2 separate regions of the Gasterosteus aculeatus genome follow, and region 1 is linked to region 2. A link is a contact called in public Hi-C data. All regions are on one chromosome and are shown on one strand. The core of a region is the stretch at or near the end of the contact, and the rest is flanking DNA. Distances in the headings are between cores, read along the strand shown.

The links. A called contact is a pair of places that touch in the nucleus more often than the background predicts.
Region 1: a contact with region 2 is called in a Hi-C map of skeletal muscle, with 10 times the contacts expected there. The contact joins the promoter of pth4 here to the enhancer-like site in region 2. A contact is called at or near these places in 6 of 6 Hi-C or Micro-C datasets (blood and trunk muscle, liver, skeletal muscle and 2 more).

What each region holds. Positions count from the first base shown.
Region 1 is chr17:2,507,346-2,512,621 of fGasAcu3.hap1.1, reverse strand. It overlaps pth4 (parathyroid hormone 4), which reads right to left and starts at 3,507. Exons shown (of 3, transcript XM_040205142.2): 1 at 3,424-3,507; 2 at 2,480-2,568; 3 at 941-1,990. The coding sequence starts at 2,565. The coding sequence ends at 1,735. cept1b (choline/ethanolamine phosphotransferase 1b) reads right to left here and starts at 894. Exons shown (of 10, transcript XM_040204239.2): 1 at 658-894.
Region 2 is chr17:2,425,884-2,431,220 of fGasAcu3.hap1.1, reverse strand. No RefSeq gene overlaps it. Among protein-coding and RNA genes, the nearest start is that of gpr37l1a, 8.9 kb to the right of the region's middle. Within about 2 kb of position 1,265, at least 3 of the 9 cell types and tissues checked have open chromatin away from gene starts, as enhancers often do.

The DNA.
Region 1 (5,276 bases), core at 2,258-4,757, 79 kb before region 2:
GAAATACACCAGTAAAGTAGAAGTATTCCAAACGATACTTAAGTACTTGTTACACGTCAACAGAAAGGGACACACATGCCTGGGAAGTGTCACACGTGTGTTATTGTTCGTACCCTTGATTATATCATCGCAGAACAGAGCACATGACTACAAACACTAACGGAGCCGCACGTCTGTGACCACATGAACACCAAGAAGTCATTAACAGGGCTCAACCGTAAACAGCAATAACAGAGCGGACGATTCGTGTCCGCGTTACTAAACTATTTCCTGTGACTGTCAGCAACACATGAGCTAGCGACGATAGCAAAACAACAACTCTGCTAATGCTGCCTAGCATCGCCGCTGCTAGCTAGCGGCTAGCTAGCTCCTCATCGGTAGCCTCTGCTGCTGAGGATTAGCATTAGCGGAGCTTCTAGCTACGGAAGCTAGGACTACGGACTTGTGTCAGTGCGGAAGTTTCTAGTTCCTCCCCGCTGTCGGCTCGTTATTGCTCAACCTGTTGACACGACTGAAAATACAACGCCCCATTAAATAAATGGAGAAAGTCACAGTGGACAACTGACACCTCACCTAATGTTTGCGGCTACTTTAAGTTAGCTTGATTAGCTAACCCCCAAGACAGCCAGCTAACTGACGGATGTAACACTGACTGACCTGGCCGATTAAAGGACGAGAGCCGCGGACGCTGCGAGGGCGCTTCGAGGCGGAAGACAGGACCCCGTTGTGGGTGCTCAGTTTTTAAAGTTGCCCTCTATGACCGTTAGATCACCGCAGGGACGTGTGCAGCTGGAGGTGGATCACCACGACCGGTGACTGTCACTGTGGTTGTCACAGCAAGCTAGTTCCCGTCCGTTCCCGTTAGCCACCCCGGAAATCTCGCGTTATTTGTCGAGGCGGCTGTTAGAGTCTCCCGGGTAGAGTGGAAGAGGCGTTTCTATATGCATTACTTCATTTTATTTGAATTTTATGTACACACTGGGTCTGTTCTTACATGTGAAGGACCGGTTAATGCAGCACACATTAATAGTCAAGTAGTTGCACCATTGACGTTAAACATTAATTAGCCAAACATTGCATTATAATGCTGTACACTTCCTAGTAATGATACATGTACTTGTATTTGTTTAGCATATTTTTACAGTTTTAATCAGGGTGGAGGTGGATTTCACATTTTTAAAGAGATCTTTATCCATTATTGCCATTTTAAATGTTGTCATTGAGGTCAGCACATACCAATTATGACACCACATTCTATCTCAAATCTCCAGCAGATCTGTGTTTTTATTACATTCATCTGGCGTCGTGCAGAACGTGAGAAGAAATCGGGGCACTGGACTTATTAATGAAAGCACTGAACAAGAAGGCTGACGTGCTTGTGAAAACCTCATTAACCAACCAAACTTCATCATCATCATCTGCACGTAGCTGCCGAAGGCTGTAAAAGAGGTAATTTGGCATTTTAAACATCATCATTTCCTCTGCAATTCATGTTGCTGTCTGAAGGGAGTTAATTGTGTTTGAACATATTTTAATTTTTTCTCGGGCCTCGATGCGTCCCGATCTGACATGAACTAAAGGTCGACTTCAGGCATTTCAAACCACAAACAACGTTCTTTATAACTGACCTCCTGGGAGACGTTTGGACACAGATTGTCTCAAGACAAACACCAATAATTCTTTTCAACATGATGATTATTATGTGTGCGGAGGCTTCGCGTGGTTGGAGCGCTGCTAGGCCTCTCTGTCCTGCTGTTGCGTCAGGTGGGGATTAAAGAAGTCTCTCAGGAGGCTCTGCACCCGGGTGGGCTGCGGGTTCCCAGCCGGATTCAGAGCCAGGCTCAGGACCCTCGTTGGGTTGAGGTCATCGGACCTGGTCTGGGCCGTGTGGAGACCCTCGATGGCGCTGGACAGCCAGATGAGTCTCTTGAGACTCTGAATGTTTCTGCCGCGGTCGTGCATCAGCTGGTGTTCGGTGACGGCTCGGCGGCTGCAGGGAGGAGAGTTTGTCGCAGTCAGAATACATGTAGGAAAGCACGAAGAAGATGAAAAAAACGCATTTGAATACCACAATATTTATGACAGCTAATAATAAAAAATATTTGTAAAATCTTTATTATTAGGAATATTGAATTTAAGATAGTGAGAACATTGCTCCCCGTGCAGTTACAAGAATAAGAGCCCATAAAGAACAGAAAGAACTCTCACGTAAGTCGCAAAAATAGTTATTAAAGCATGTTTACATGCAAGTTGTAAACAATATAAGCAGTGAATATGCATAATATTAGTATTTTATGAAGCAATTGAATAGGTGGTTGTATACAGTGTGTACATCAGGATTCATTTAGACAGTGGTATTTATACTTGCTGTGTTTAAATATAATAAGTATTCCTCGAAGATCCAGTTGATGCACATTTTGGGAATCAAATTCACTTATTTTCCCCCAACGTGACCGTAATAAAACGCATTGCATCCCACCTCTCGTTCGGTTGACACCGGCTGGTTGTGAAGGCGACGAGAAGCATGACGGCGAGCCAGCGCACGGGCCTCAGGGACGCCTGCATCTTCTGCAAGAAACACATCAGAAGCTCTGCAGGTGGCCGAGGAGAAGGAACCTCCACCACCGGCTAACAGACCCTCAGGTGTCCTCTCTGACAACGGCGAACACAACTGGACTGAAAACTAAAATAAAGGATGGATGTCGGCCTTCGATGGATGTAAATATGGTGAACCGGCAAGCAGTCGGTGTGTGCTGGTATCTTCAAACCCGGAAACCGCGCTGTGATGTTCTCACCCCGACGTCTCAGAACATCACTGCGTCAGGACGTTCTGCAGGTCTGAGGTGTAAGTTTACGTCTCGTTGTTTGTTCTCTGACGTCAGCAGCATAAATGTACCGCAAGACGGTTTCAGCCTCAACACCTTATTTTATTTTCCTGCATTTGTTCGGTTTTCGGTGAAGAAGTAGAATTGGAGCTTTCTTCTTCTTCTTTACATAATAAAAAGGTAGATTTTGATTATTTGTACAATTTACTAGCGTTTCACTGTAAATAAGTTTATATAAAAAGTTCAGGAATTCTGAAAGCAGACGTGAGGGTGGACGAGCAACCCAAAGATGATCCAAAGACAAGCGTCTCTGAGAGAAAGGTATTGTGGGTAAAAAGCAACAACAAATCAAGTGGATCCGAGCTGATCGATTGATCGGTAAAAAGCAGAAAAGAAAGCACACAGAATTAACTAAAAAAGAATGCATTACTTCACATGAAAATAAACCACGTCAGACATTTTTAACACAAAAAAATATTGTTGCCTAAAGGAATCACAGGAAACTCCTCACAGAAGTGAAACTAAAAAAACAAACAGAAATAAATCACATCCACACAAACAAAACAGGTCTGAAGCTGGAGGAGGACGATTTACTTACATTTGACCTGGTAGATGACAGCAGCTTCTCTCACGATCAGACACCAAACTGACTTCAGGTTCCACCTCCAGACCTTTTTATAAAGCCCCCTGACACACACACACACACACACACACACACACACACACACACACACACACACACACACACACACACACACACACACACACACACACACACACACACACAGACACACACACACCCAGAGGGGCGTTTGACAAACGTCAGCATCTCTCTGAATGTGTAAATCAGGTGTTTTTGTAAAAGAGGGATGAATTCTATCGAGGGATTATCCTCTTTGTCTATTTTCTATTTTCTGATACGATCCGTTTCAGTCAGAGAGGAATTCACAACAATGTTTTTATTGATGTTTTTGGCAGTAAGTCAGAGAGGATGAAATAAAACTGAACGTCAGCAAACTGGTTTAAACGTTTGGGGGCATTTTCTGTGACGCTAACGCCTATAATACATTAAACATACTGCTACCGTAAACATACTGTATGATATAACTAATGCATTATCAGCTGCCTGCAACACTGTGATTCAAGCTGCAAGCAATCGTTAGTATTATGCTTCACAAGAAATTATGTACTTGCTTGTTATAATTGATTTTTTAGCAATAATCAATTAGTTATTACCAATGTTAGAATGTATTATAATGTGATTATAACTTAATCATGGTCATCGTTTGCTTTGAATAAACATTAAGTATCCAAAAGCAGGAACATTTATTCATTTATTTATCATGAAATCTTTTGATTGTTGTTAAAGCATTAAAGCTCATGTTTGACAGTGCTGGTCACCATGATTATACATCATTAGCAGATTATAAGGCAGTTTATTTGAGTCGTAGAAAGTGGCCACTAAACTTCTTGTCGGTGGATGCTCGTTGCCGGGGCTCCTTCCCGTTAAAGCACTAACGAACCTCCTCCGGTTAACCGGAGGCCTCTCGTTGCTGCGGAGTCATCGCAGAGAGCGTTAGAAACTCCGTCACCCTTGACAACGCCTCCCGGGGCCTCGTGGGCGGATTCAGTCCATTGGAGGAGCAGGAGGATGGAGGAAGACGCTAACCACTGATGGGGTGAGGGAACAGTTTCTCTCTGTTTTTCTTAGGGAAATGTTTGTGCAGATGTTTGTGCAACTTCTTCTTTCAGGAATAACGTCTATTTGTCATATTTCATACGAACCTTCTGACAAGGTTTTTAGAGAAAAGCTGGTACAATGTGTAAGTGGGTGCAATATGGAGATTAAAAGCAATGATGGATATCATAAAGTGTGAAAACATGGAGAGATGCATACAATTGAATGAGGCTGAATCAGAGAATCTATCAGCATCTATACTCGGTGGAGGCCCAACTGGTGCAATGCGGCGAGCGTCCACACGGTGGCAGTGTTGCACCGAGCAGCACCGGAGCTGCAGGGGAGCAAACGCCGTCCGATATGTGAAATAACTGACAGAAAGCGCCCCCTAGAGGGGTGGGTGTTCATTACAGCCAGAGCCTTACCAGTAACACAGCTGGCGGTTGGTTCCCACCATGGCTCCTAAGGAAAGGTCACGGGGTCATTGACATTGGCAGTCAAGCTTAAGCCATCTTCCTCATGTGCCCGATCCCGTGTCGTCTACGACCTTTAGAGCTAAGCCAAATTAACTAGACCTTTCACCGATGCAAAGCTACAATTTGCCAGATAAAATGAGCATATCCATGTGCTAGATTATAACTCTTATTCGTTATCATTGCTTCTTGAGAACCTCTTTTAATCAGATAATGGCCCCTGAGGTTTTTCTTGCACCTCCCCGGGGGATTGTGGTTAGGAGAGGATGTCAGGAGCCGACATTAAGAATGTGTATATAT
Region 2 (5,337 bases), core at 16-2,515:
TGAAGCTACAAAGCCACCATGTTTCTACGGTAGCCCAGATAGGACGAGCAAAACTCAAAACGCATTTTCACCTTTTTCTACAGGCTTGCGTGGCGCTGAGAGGAGTTTTGTCCCTGGGATATAATCCCACAGACTAAACCGTCTTGTCTCCCAGAAGGAAAGTGAATACCCAGAAAGTTTGGACTACTCCTTTAGTGTCAAGTACGTGGGAAGGGAGAGGGCCGCCCTGATTTATTCCTCCCACACTTCACAGATTTTCATGCAGCCTCACGACACTTTAACACCGCGTTCAGTCATGCTGGAGGTGTTGATATATATATATATATATATATTTATTTCTCTGAATCATTGCGTGAGTGCTGAGGCTCGGGGAGAAGCAGCAAAATGACAGAAAAGCAGTAAAGTGTGAAGTGTTAATATGAGAATAAGCAGTGGTGGTCACAGCCACAATCAATAGGAAACAGTTGGCGAAAGTTACGAAGTCGAGGCAGACGTGGAGGGGCCAAGGAGAGAGGGGGCGGGAGACAGTAAAGCTCCACTGATTTGAATTCTATTCATAATTCTCTGCTGGGAGGCTGGCTAGCTGAAGGCGGCGGATGATGATGAGAGATGGAATGAAGGAGGGGGAGAAGGTGTAGGAGGAAGAGAGAGAAACAAAGGGAAGGACAGGATGGGACGCCGCGGTGAGCCTCTGAGGAGGAGGGAAACTGGGAATTAAATGCAAGGCGGCTTCCAACCGAAAAAGGTAGAGCGATAGACAGAATGAATGAGAAACACAGAGAGAGAGAGAGAGAGAGAGAGAGATGGCGTCTCTGCTGTGTGGAGGTTTGGACACTGATTTACAGCAGCTACTTAGTTTGATTCCTGCCAGTCAAAACCAAGAACACGAAGCACTGTCCTGTGAAGACTCGTGACCTTATCAGTGGGCAGCAGGGAGCATAAGGAAGTAATAATAATACTGACAACGATGCCGAAAATAAATCTGATTGTCTAGAAGTCTATGAGAAAGTGACTCTTCTTCTCTCTCGATTTATTCCCGCAGCAAACATTGTAAACGGGGGTTTATGGTCTCAACCTCTAGCTTCAAGTCTTCTTCAATGCAGCATGATGTTCATCTAGTGAATGATGGTCCATTTAGTTAAATAAACCATAACAGCAGGGCATAAAGCAGGGCATGCTTTTGGGCGCGGCCTACTGTGATTGACAGAGCTGGATACCGGTTTCTCCGGTTCCCCGGTTGGTAGGAAACAAGACGGGGCCGAAGACAAATGCTGATGGCAAGAATGTTTAACTCGAGGCTACAAAACCATAAACTAAAGGGTGACGTCAGGCCAAAGAGCTCCACTTCTAACAGACACCTTCATCTCTTGGCCCGTTGTGCCCAGTGTGTTGATTCATTCTTTTAGTCGGCTTTGCACACGTTTGCTGCAGGTGGTGTTTGTGTTAAGTTGGCTTTATTTTGTTCCAGATCGTATTTGTGGACCCGGTAAGGTCTCTGCATTTGGAGGCAGCTCTAAAGTAAGTGACACTGGTTGTGTTTATGTTGTGTTGCCTCCCCTCATCTCGACGAGCCCCCGCACGAGGGAGGCGTCCGTATCAAAGGCTCAAAACAGGCTGCTTTTGAGGGGAAGGAGCAGCGATTACAATCAGAACTCCCTCTGAAATCGGAGTCGTTGTATTTCTAAGAGAGAACTCCACCTGAAAGACGAGACTCAATTTAGACCCTTTCATCCCCCATTCATTGATGTACCTCAGTAAAGGTTGCAAACATTAGTTTATATCTATATATCAATCAGACCTTGTCTCAATCTCAATCAAAGTTTTGAACGAAAAACAAACAAAGTTAAAGTTGAAAGACAAAGACACAAGCTTTATTGTTTGTTTTACTCTGAGTCACTTCATATTTTACTAAAAGACCATTATGATAGACTTAAATCCATAGACTGAAACCATAAACCCATCATCAAGTGAGAAGTAAGGTCTTTTTCTCATAAACTTCTATCCAATCAGAAAGAGGAGTCGCCCCCCGATGGCCCGTAGAGAGAATGCAGGTTTAAGACATTTCAAAGTTTCACTTTTAACAACCGGAAGGTTACTGCCTATTGAAGTTAAAGAGACCTAAGCTCAACCCCAAAAGAACATGTGGAGACCTGCTTGGAGCCCCCCAATGCGACTGTGTGAACGCACACACACACACACACACACACACACGGACAGACACGCACACACCCCATATGCGGGTATAATATGCCGCAGTACGTCTTGTGTCTCGTTGTCATAAACATCCAGAGCTACTGGACCTGCTTATTGTCTAAATATGGACGCTGTGAGCTGGTCTCTGTTCGGCCTCCTGTGTAAACATGCAGCCTTCAGGTCCAACACACACACACACACACACACACACACACACTGCAAATGGAATGTAGTGTTTCATGATAAAAATGTATCAGAGCCTCTTGTTATCAGAAAGCTGCACATGTTTTACACGGTGTTGCTATGGCAGTCGGGTAAGTCATAATCTAACGTCTGAGTTATTAGCTGCAGAGATATTAATGTGACGCCTGTATCCTGAAGAAGGGTTCAGTAGAGGGAGGAACTGATTTACAGAGAGCTAATACTTCATATGTTACATCATAATCTACCAAATGAGTTTAAAGTGTTTCTCTTATATTGTTCTTTGACATAACGTCATGTCTTGTCCCGAGACCTTAAATAAAATCCGTGACGGGGTCTTTGGTATCTTAATGTCAAAGATTAAGAACCTCACCTCCTTATTGATCAAAATAATAAAATATAATCCCAGAAATACAGTGACAACCTCAACTTAAATGTTTATTTAGTAGAATTAATACCTCTGAAAGAAAGAACTAAACTTTATAACCTTCATGGAGGAAGGATTGTTTTATTAAACCGCCGTATTTTATGCATTTGTGCGTTGAGATATTTCATTACAACTTCATCTAGATTATTTGTGTCACGTTTTCTAAAAAAGAAAACTAATCCAAACCAGACATTTGTCCTCGATGCGTCTCCGTGTCTTCTGACATGAAGCAACACTGCTCCCGTGTGGACACGCACACGCACAACGCGTTAAACTCCCTCATGCTGACACACAACTTTACAACAGTAAGTCAAGATTCTTCCATCTCATTTAGCTAACGCCGCACAGGTCGCACATTATTGTGGTTTTATAAAAGATACCCAGTGTTAAACTACAAATATTTGAACTTTTTTTGTTTTTCACAGGTATTATATACTTTACTGTTATTATCTTCAAAAGATGTTCAGTTCAAACAGGTAAATTACAGGGAAAAATGTGTTATGTTTTACAGGGATAGAACGTTATTTGCATTGATCTGATAAGACAGTTGAACATTTTTTTCTGATCGAGCAATCTGGTTTACTTGAAAGTGATTGTATTTCTTTTATTCCATTTTCGGAAAAAGCATTGATGAAGGAGTCACAAAATCTTGTTTTAATAAAAATTCAACATGGACCATTTTGTTGTGGCGTGAACATCTTTCTTACAGAACCAGAATGAGAAAAGTACAATTCCCTCGAGAAAGCCAAACTACAAAGCGCTGTGAGTGCAGCTCGAGTGGAAGCATTTTAAAATCTTCTGGTGGGCTGAGAACGTTCATAAAGTAAGTTCTAAGAGATTCGTTCACCACAAAAAGCCTACCGTCTGATATGACATGATTCCTCTTCAAAGCAAGAAGACAAACCTTTGAATTGGGTTGAACCGTTTGATGTTTCTTTCTCTCTTCCTGTCAGCTTCTTTTTCTGCTCGAGCGTTGCCGACTTAAAGAAAGCTCTGTTTGCTCGGGACTCAAAAGGGACCCCGGAGTTCACTGAGGCTTCCCATGTCCCCCCCACTCACACACTGATGGGACGGCGGAACAAACTGGACCCTCTTCTGTGTTCTGGTGACACGAGGACATGGAGACATCCGGAAGCTCCGGTCCTGATGGGACGCCTTCAGCCCAAGAGGTCTCTGCTGGACTCCGGCACCGAGCCGGCTCGGGTCGAGTCCTTTGTGGGAGCGACGGCGCACCAAATAGTGTGTTACAAGTTCCTGGATTTAAGGGAATATACTTTAAGCTAAACGTTTTTGTCTTTTAGTAGTGATCTCCATGGTATCAGTGGACTTTTACTACTGATGCAATATATAATTGTGATGTTTATCTAAAACTTTGTAGTGGGTCAATCAAGCTAAATTTCCATTGAAGTAAATGGACGTTAAGTCACAGTATATTTACGGATAAGGTGGTAACGCATATATGTTCATGTCCTGTGTAACCAGTAGGCCTCACTGACTACACTAAACAAATCCATTGCACGTCACCGGATGCAGCTAGCCTAGCTTAGCATAAAGACTGGAACTGATGAGGACAATGAAACACCACCAACACGTCTAGAGCTCCGGGCTAAAGGTTGTTCTGGTTACTGAGAGCATCTAACAATCAATGAGATATTTAAGCAAGTTAGAAAACCGGCTGAGGGAATTTATTCTCGGCTCCTAAGCAACGGCTCCGTCTGCTTCTGCCTCTCGCTGGCTCCGCTTCAAGCCAGCAGAGCGCTCCACATGTGGACAGGACGCTGTTAGCATCGCTGGTTAGCATTGGGCTGTCGTCTTGGTAATTGCTGTTAAGCGATATTGTGCTGTGCATTTCCTGAGAGCAGAACCAGACAAGCAAAAACAAACAAATGCTTGAGGTTTTTAATTTGAAAATGTTACATGAAGCATGAAGCATCTTCTTGGCCAAACAGCACTACTTTCACTACACATGATATGTTACATATGCAGCGTAATCGCAAAAACGTTTCTGTGCAAGTTGGCCTTGTAAAAGAATAAAAGCAAATCAATGGTATGTGGTGATGAGGAATATTGTTGCTATGCAGTGAGAATCATTTCAGATAAACCTAGACAAAGTTTTACTTTACTTGCTCAGAATTTCTGACCATTTGAGCTAAATAAAGCATTTGGGATCTCATTGTCACACAGCTATAGGTCTGGCTAACACCGCGCTGTTAGTCCCGTTAGCCCCGTTAGCTTGTGGCGGCGCCACAAAAACCTGAGCAGTCAGACTATCAGACGGGTGACTCCCGTGTGACCTTCACTGCCTCATGAAGTGATGAAAGTAATCACGGGAAACTTCCTGCCCAGACAGAACTCATCAGAAGGGTCTTTGGGTTGAGAGGGACTTGAGGGGCCCCACATGCACGCAGCAGGAAATCCCCACAGAGGCCCCGGTGACCTTGTTGGGTTTGCACCATATTGCTGACTTAAGTCTGCCGTGCCGCTGCGTCTCAGCCGGTCGTCAGGGCAACGCAGAA